Regions from separate parts of the Zea mays genome. Here regions 1 and 2 are each linked to region 3. Evidence: chromatin contacts called from public Hi-C data. All regions are on one chromosome and are shown on one strand. The core of a region is the stretch at or near the end of the contact, and the rest is flanking DNA. Distances in the headings are between cores, read along the strand shown. Region 1 holds the start of LOC100283643 (ferredoxin-3). Region 2 holds the start of LOC100383516 (putative protein kinase superfamily protein). Region 3 holds the start of LOC100276735.

The links. Hi-C and Micro-C count contacts between places; a contact is called where the count stands out from the background.
Region 1: a Hi-C map of ear shows a contact between it and region 3, with 2.9 times the contacts expected there. The contact joins the promoter of LOC100283643 here to the promoter of LOC100276735 in region 3. A contact is called at or near these places in 2 of 25 Hi-C or Micro-C datasets (ear and tassel).
Region 2: a Hi-C map of ear shows a contact between it and region 3, with 4 times the contacts expected there. The contact joins the promoter of LOC100383516 here to the promoter of LOC100276735 in region 3. A contact is called at or near these places in 6 of 25 Hi-C or Micro-C datasets (bundle sheath, ear, leaf and 1 more).

Annotation. Positions count from the first base shown.
Region 1 is chr10:116,701,713-116,704,438 of Zm-B73-REFERENCE-NAM-5.0, reverse strand. LOC100283643 (ferredoxin-3) reads right to left here and starts at 1,288. Exons shown (of 2, transcript NM_001156544.2): 1 at 1,185-1,288.
Region 2 is chr10:116,330,954-116,333,696 of Zm-B73-REFERENCE-NAM-5.0, reverse strand. It overlaps LOC100383516 (putative protein kinase superfamily protein), which reads left to right and starts at 1,405. Exons shown (of 3, transcript NM_001176164.1): 1 at 1,405-1,655; 2 at 2,185-2,743. The coding sequence starts at 2,277.
Region 3 is chr10:116,487,348-116,490,069 of Zm-B73-REFERENCE-NAM-5.0, reverse strand. LOC100276735 reads right to left here and starts at 1,374. Exons shown (of 2, transcript NM_001150452.2): 1 at 1,232-1,374; 2 at 254-858. The coding sequence starts at 829. The coding sequence ends at 512.

The sequences.
Region 1 (2,726 bases), core at 39-2,538, 210 kb before region 3:
CAGGACATGATTGCATTTGCATATCAGTTTTTTTGTTTGCATCAATAACCTTGATCTGTGTGCTGCACTTCCTTAGGTAGTGTTTGGTTGAAGAGCCAAGTAGAACGGAACCGTTCTATCCCAATTTTGTTGTTGTTTGGTTACAAAGTAACTAGAACGGAATGACTCCAATTAGAGAATATTCTCCTCAGATCCGGAACCATTCCGCTCCAAAAAATCAATGGGACGGAGCCGCTCCGTTCCAATCCCGCTCTCACAGTCACGCTCCGTTCCGTTCACTCTGCAACCAAACAAAAAACAGAACCGTTCCATTCCAGATTACCAAACACATAACAGAGCGGCTCCATTCCTAGAATCAGGGATGGAACGACTCCGTTCTACTTGGCTCCTCAACCAAACACTACCTTAAAGTACAAGTAGTGGTATCACAGCCAATCACCTGATCAAGAAAAGAAACCAAGTTCCAACCAACAACATTTACTAGAGGTTCATGACACATATCATGATTTCAGGACCATAGTAGTGAATAAGCTTTTCCACTTCTACAGGAAAGTCTCTATGTGGATCTGTCATCCCAACTGGAATTCCCATGACCCTATCCTAATGACTCAGGCTACTTCGGAAAAACACGGAACATTAGGGTGTTTGGAATCAAGTCATACCACCCAATTAAAGTTGAGGGATAGACTCATAATGCGTCACCTCATCTAGAATAAGATGGGTTGATTGACAAGACCAAACACGCCATAGAAAAGCATTCAGATGAGATGACAAACACATCGAAACTGACCATTTTCTCCTCGGTTCAGGACGACTGACAACTACGTTGCTAGTATCCACCGCTGACGCCTGAGGGCAGTGGAGGATGCGCCGCCGCATTTAAAGATTACTACTAAACATTTGACCGCATACTAAAATTTCAATGAGGCGAGAAGAAAACTACGCATCCGCAATCAGATTTCAGAAACACGAAACCTACGGCACTTGAGGCTATTCTCCATCACTGACTGAAAGATGCAAAGGGCTAGCTAGCGAGTCGCTGCACTGCTGAAGCCCTGGGAAAGTGACACGAGAAGCATAGTAGGCCAGAAATCCGGCGAGGCGGTTTCACCCGGAAACCTTGGCAGGTCGTGCATTATCGGATATAAGAGACGGATGATGCGAGCAGAGCAGAGCAAGCTTACCTCGCAGGCGCGCGGGCACTAGGGCCAGTCTCCGGTGCAGGCGAGGCGGCGAGAGATGGGTGCGGAAGATTTGGAATGGTCACGCCGGCTTGGGACTACAGTGGAAGCCGCTGCTGCTGAAGCGCGGAGGCTGGCAGCTGGCTCTCTCGGCTTTTAACCGTAGCGGCGCATGGCACCCGAGGCCCACCGCCCACGCCAATCGCCATACCTGCCTGCCGGCTGCCGCGGCGTGCTCTGGACGGCGCTTCCCTCGTCTGGTCCGCTCGTGATGGACCCACGCGGCGGGCTCTGCCTCTGCCAACACCATCCTGTCATGGGGGCGGAGGCGGACAAAAGGTAGGCTAGTCCGCGTCCGGATGGGGGTTGCCTGTGGCCTGGCTGGCAGTCCAGGACCAGGACCATTGCATGGTGAAACCGAAAACAACAGTAAGTTTTGGTTACTGACACGGTGACACCCGTCTATAAAATTTTACCGAAAATTAAAACTAAACGGAAACAAAAACGGTTATAAAAAAGGAAAAGTGAAATCGATAGAAAAATATTGGAACGAGAAAGGTTTAGATATCAACAACAAATTCGGTATTTTTCTAGAAAATGATTAAATCTAAATTTAATTTTATAAATTCATAATAAGTTTATCTTAACTTAGGAAAAAATATAAACTAATAAATTATTTTTCTAAAATCAAAATCTATATAATGGTACATAGTTTAGAGTCGTTTAAAATTTTATGGTTCTTATTTATAGTTTCTTATCAATTATCACTCTCTATATATAGTTTTGCTGAGAACTTAAAAATGATCAAGAGAACACTAATTATGTTGGTTATCGAGTAGTAGGAGTAGATAAGAATGTAAGTGCAATGATTTTTTATGCATTTTCAATTAGATTGTTTTGTTCTGTGAGGTACTGAGTTGTGGCTTTTTTACTATATGTATGTGTGCAAAGTGCTTGTCATGTCACTTATATTTGTGACATTGCTTTAATGCTTTGTGAGATATGACGAGAAAACAAATTATAGTCAAGTGAATCCACTAAGAAAACATTGCAAATAGAATGCTCGGTGGTGATAGCGATTTTACTTAGACCCATTATATTTCCTTATCTTCCATCACCGAATGTGATTGAATCTTGAGAATCATTGTTCTTTTTCATAGGATGTGAACATTCATTTCTACCGTTATGTGGTTTGTGTGTTCACTATCAATTACCTAACTTGTCCCTTCGGATGCATAAACCTACAAAAATAAGTTTAGGCCTAGTTCTTAGGTACCCAAATTGGTTTAGGTCCTCTTACATTAGTAACCAGCATCTTTGGGACCCAAACACAAGATTTGGTGTTCTTGTGCCGGGGACCGACATATTTGGCATCAACCTTGCCATATTTGCATGAAAGCACATAAGATGCATCAAAAGTGTGATATGACATATACGGACCATTTGATGCATTGTTAGTCTTAACATGAAGCATATGAGCAATTCTAGCACGAGAAACATTATGCATAGCATGTGATGCTCTAGAATGTAAAGCATGAGCATGAA
Region 2 (2,743 bases), core at 156-2,655, 160 kb after region 3:
GCCACAGGCTATGTCGCCGAGCTAAGGGTCCAAAACTGCATTTAAAATTTTTTTAGGTCTAAACGTGATTTTACTTCTGTTTAAGGGCTAAAATACAAAAAAAAATTAGGACGCTTACATGCCTGCTGCTCCGAACAGCCGTAGCCGTACTCCGTTCCGCGATGACGGGCGTTCGGCGTTCCCAAGGGCTACGTGCGAGATTCCCACGTGGTGCGCCTAGCCTTCAGTCACGGAAATGCCCCCACCGCGCCACAGGGCAGGGCAGGGCAGGCCCACCCCGTCCGTCGCGCCGCCTGCCGCGGGCGCCCGTCGCACAATCGCATTTGCGTCGGCGGCGGTGCTCGGACGAACAGATAGATGATTATGCGCTCGCGCGGCAGGGACGATCGTGCGGTGGGCGCGGTGGTGGTGGGGTGCGGCGCGAGCAAAGACGCACACGAGGCGCCTGTGACTCTGTGAGTGAGTGAACGTAATGCTGCGAGGCGCCCGGGCGAGGAGCCAGGTCAGGTGCGTCGCCGGCGCCAAAGCTATCCAGGTCCAAGCCACCGCTGCTGCGGCTGTCGTCACGGGGCTTCACGAGAGCTCACTTGCAAGCGTCACCGCTGCAGCAAGACAGGTCGATTTATTTTTTTTTTATTAAAAAAACAAATTGCGCAAAAAGTTGCTACGAGCTGCTTACCTACTGGCACAGTGGTTAGTCCGTAGTAAGTAAGCATTTGACACTGCTGACGGCGCGACGCGACGGGCCACGCAACGCGCAGATCTAATCGGCAGCGTTGAGATGCCCGGTTTTTTCCCCTTCTTCGTCTTCGTTCTATATAATATACAATTCTAGTAGTACGCATGCTCTCTAGACAGACAAACGCTATGACAACCACCACGGCATTGTATGTAGGTAGTAGGTTTGAATTTCCAGCAGGGGACGGCAACGCGACCAAAAGGAAAAGCAGGCTCCTCTCGGCTAGTAGTTGTCACAGCTCCACAACGGGAAAAGGAAAAGGTAAAGCAGATGCGGATGCCACGTCCAGTTTTTAACGATGGGCAACTTCACGTCCGTTCCGCCGCATGTCTCTTTTCCCCTTCGCTCCAGTCCTTCCATGGCTCTTTGCTTTACTTCAGCACACCGACAAGGGAGGGAGTGCGGCCGTTGCGGGACACGAGGAAAAAGGGGGCGAAGCACGGCCACGGTAGCCAGCACGCTGCGCGCCTCTACTAGTACTACAGGCTACAGGTAGTGTTAATAAATGCCTGCAATAAAGAAAGAGCCGTAAATCCTAGGGTGGTGCCGACTGCCCCGAGGGGCGAGGGGCGAGGGCTTCATCTATTTGCGAGGTGCGCGTCCCACGGAGACAGACTACATATGAAGGAGAGAGAGAGAGAGGGAGTAGGGCACAGGGTCGAAGGGGCCCAAGGAGAGGCAGCCATCATCTGCTCCTCGTGATGCGCGCCGCTCATTGCTGCAGAGCGCTGCCGCTTTCGCCCCACTTGAAGCTTCAACTCCACTTCCCCAGTCTCGCCGCCGTTTCGGCCTAAAACTCCCGCAAATCCTCGCCCGCCGCACCCAGATTCTCCAGGTGGGAGCAGCGCGCGCCGCCGCCGCCGCCGACGACGACCGAACGCGGGCCGCACCAGCTCCCCGCTGCCGCCGCCGTCCGGTAAGATCCTCCGCTCAGCCCGCCAGCTCCACCTCTTGCAGGCCACCTTTCTGTTCTTGGGTTTGGTTCGGGTTGCTGTCTTTGTCCAAGTCGCGTAAGCGTATCCGCAGGTTTTCGGTCGGGGGGGGGGGGGGGGGGGGGGGGGGGGGCGTTTACCCCGGCTGCTTGCGTCGTCTTCTCCCTCAACGCCCAGGAGGGGGTTAACGGATCTTGCATCGTCTTTGCTAGGAAAAGAAGCGGAACCGCCGCCCTGCCTCACCTACCTACCGCATCTCTGTTGCTCCATTTGCTATCTCCCTTCATTTCCCATTTTATTTTATTACAAACAAAAAATGCAAAAAAATCTTAGCTTTCGAGCGGGTAAGGTAATAAGAGAGAAACGGCCGGACGTTGGGCACCACCAAGATCTACGGGCCTAGAGAGTTTTTAAACGGCTTTTTCCTACCATTTGTGCTAGTTCCGTCTGTTTTGTCTCTCTCTCTCTCTCCATCGTTACCTGATTCACATTTCATGTTTCGATCTTGCGCAGGGCTCCGTGATGCCGGCGGCTCTCGACCCAGGACAGCGGCTTCTCTGTTGGCCCAAGTGCACGCGACTGACTGCCGGTGCTGGTGCCTTGAAATGCGGCAGCCGTTCTACGGCCGGCCTCCCGTCCAGATGAAGGTGCAGCTGGTGGAACAGGAAGGCTCCAAGGGGATGGGTTCTTCCGGGTGCGCGGAGATAGTCGAGCTGGCGGACGACCCGAAAGCTGCTCGTCCTGCTGCGCATCTGAGAGTGAGGGTCAAGCCCGTGGGGCAGGAGGATGGGGCGCGGTCGTGCTCGCTGGAGGATGACCTTGACCAGCTCATCAGGTCGGTCAACGTGCGCACGTCGGCGAGGGCTTCTGGGCAGAGGAGCACCGATAGATGGCTTATTGGGCTCGGGAAGTCGCCGGTGTCGGGCTCAGAGATTGTGGAGTCCGTGAGCCTGAAGCAGGCCCTTAGGAAGATGTGCATCTCCCAGGCGTCGGAAATGGCAGCCATGAAGAGGCTGTCAAAACCGACAGGGGCGTCCACCCCTTCTGATTCTGGGGCGACCAAGAAGCTATA
Region 3 (2,722 bases), core at 125-2,624:
GAGGCTATTTCAAGTGAACACTTAGCCTTCTGAATTGTCAGGCCTGATGATTGTCAGTTCCATTCCTTTGTGGCTGAGCAATTTGATATTTTTGCACTGCACTTATTAGACACCACCCTACGCTGTACTCGAGTTTTTCATGCAAAAAGACGGTAGCACCATGCATGCTTTAGATTGGCACATCCTCATGGAGCATGCAGCAGAAAGCTCTACTTGTCCTAAAGATCCCAGGGAAGAAGAAGCTCACTCCTTAAGCACCACTGCCTGTCATACAGCAGACACACCCAACTACGTATATATACCACACTAGCTGATCTAGCTATATCCCTCCAGAAGGGAGCAGAGCAGCATATGTCTCGATCATTACATTAGGCATGCAATGCAACTCCAGTATGCATTAGCTAAAACAACTAAGCAGGCGGCGTTCTTGACTTGACATGCGTCCAGAATTGGCGGCAAACCGGTAAAGATAACTACAAGGCAGCTTTTGACTAACTAATGAAGCCGCGCGTCAGTTGGCGACCGCCTTCTTCGGCTTGTTGGGCGACGCCGCCGCCGCCGCCTTCTCGTGGCCGGCTGCACGCGGGCCCGGAGCGGCGGCATTGAGGTCCGGGATCGGCGCGCGGTGGCCTGCTGCCGCCGCCGCATTCCCGTTGGCGCTGTGGTTGGGCGGCGCCGCCGTTTTGGTTTTGGCGATGCGCCGCTGCTTGAGCTCGGTGAGCAGGGCCTGGTTCTCCTGGTTGAGCAGCAGCGCCTTCTTGCGCAGCCGCTCGTTCTCCTTCATGATGAAGCAGTTCTGCAGGTACAGCTTCGCGTTCAGTCTGTCCATGCTCGCTCGCGCTTTGCCTTTGCCTTTGCCTGCCCATGTTCCAGAGTATCATCAGACCAAATCGTTAAGGCCATGCAAAATGGAACAGGGTGCATTGCATGCTAGCAGAGCAGCAGTAGATATATATACTGAAACTTCTATTGAATAAATAAATAAATAAATAAATAAAAAGGTTGGTTGCCACTTGCCAAGGCATATATATATTCAAAATATATCGAAGGCATTGGGGGGCAGCAGATTGTGTAAAGCAGAAACGAACAAAAAGGGGGAGGGGAAGCACTAGGCGTTCTACATGTACATGTACACGCATGGATGGAGCCATGATTGTGCATGCATGCAGGAACCAATTGAGCGCATGCATGCATCACCATGGAAAAAAAGCGACGAGACCGAGAGGATCACCTCCGCCGTTGGAAGCCGCGGTCGGTCACTCGACTAGCAGAAGGAGAAGGGGGGCCGGCAGCGGAGATTGCTGGTGGGGGCAGGCAGCTGGGAGGATCGATGGCCAAGTCCACTGCTCTGCTTTTTTCTTGGCCAAGTCCACTGCTCTGCTTTTTTCTTGGGTGCGTGCTGCGTGGTGGGGCTTATTTATAGGCGCGACCGCGATCGATCTCCCTCGCCTCGGCGGCGACGCGCGGGGGCGGTTGCGGACCCGCTCGGCAATGGCATGGCGCGCCGCACGTACGAGAAGGTGGGGGGGACGGGGACGCTAGTCTGCCACTCCTCATGACCCCCTTTGAACTTGAGCCAGAGGGACAGAGGGGATGCTATGATGCTTGGTCGTATAAGGAGGGGGGGCAGGGCAGGGCAGGGCAGGGCGGCGTAAATGGTGGCTAATCATGAGGCCTGGGTGTGCCAAGGTGGGCTGCCTGGCCTGCCCTCACGTGACGCTGCTGCTGGCTGCCCCAGCCGCGCGCGTCTACACTTCTTCTTCCTCCTCCTCTCCTTGTGCGCGCCACCGCACGCTGAAAGTATGCCGGAATTGTTGTCCCGTTCCTTGTGAAATTCAAGCCATCAAGATCTCGAGAGGCCCCCGACGTGCGCTGCTTCTCGCCGGCGACTGTACTCCATCCTTCCACCGCACGCACACACACACGTCCACTTTCTAGAGCGGGGGGAGGTAGTCTAGCTAGTCGACAACTTTTTATCAAGTGGTTTGACACTGGTGGCCGGCCGAGCCAGAATGGTTAGTGAGAAAGAGGTCGAGCTGGGTACGGCTAGGGGGGCTTCAAATGATGATGATGATGGGCCTCAGCCGGCCCAAGATTCGTAATGATGGCTCGGCTCCGGGTCCTCCCTCGCTCATCATCACGCGCCACACCTCTTCACCCCTTTTTTCTTCTTCTTCACTCTCTCTTTATTTTTACAGTCTCTCCTCTCTCTCTCTCTCTCTATTTCTATATCTCTTTTTACAATGCAGGGGGTGGTGATGATTACCGTCGCTTTACTGCGCCACCCGCGTCTACACCACCGTCGGGCGATCATGGTCTCCTCTCCCGGCAATTGAATGCCTCACGATTGAAGGAAGGCCCTTTTTTTTCTACCTCCCCTGTTTGTTTGTTTTTTTTTTTACTGCACGCCTGCCAATCTCGTATCTGCCTTGCTCGTCGTGCTTCTTTACCCCTTTTTCCTTTTTGTTTTGGCTTGGTTTCACCTCTTGCCTCTGCGATGCACCTCCTGGCTTACTGCGAGCAGCAGTCCCTAAAGCAAATCCATGTGGCGGCACACTAGTGGCGCTAGCGTAGCCGTAGCCCGTAGAGAATGTGATTGAGAAAACAAAAGGAGCCAGTGATGTTAGACAATCTACACAACATGCAACTCTACGGATCCATGTAAACAAAAAGTTTCGAATTGCGTCACTTGGATATTACTTAAAACAGCAAAATAAATAAA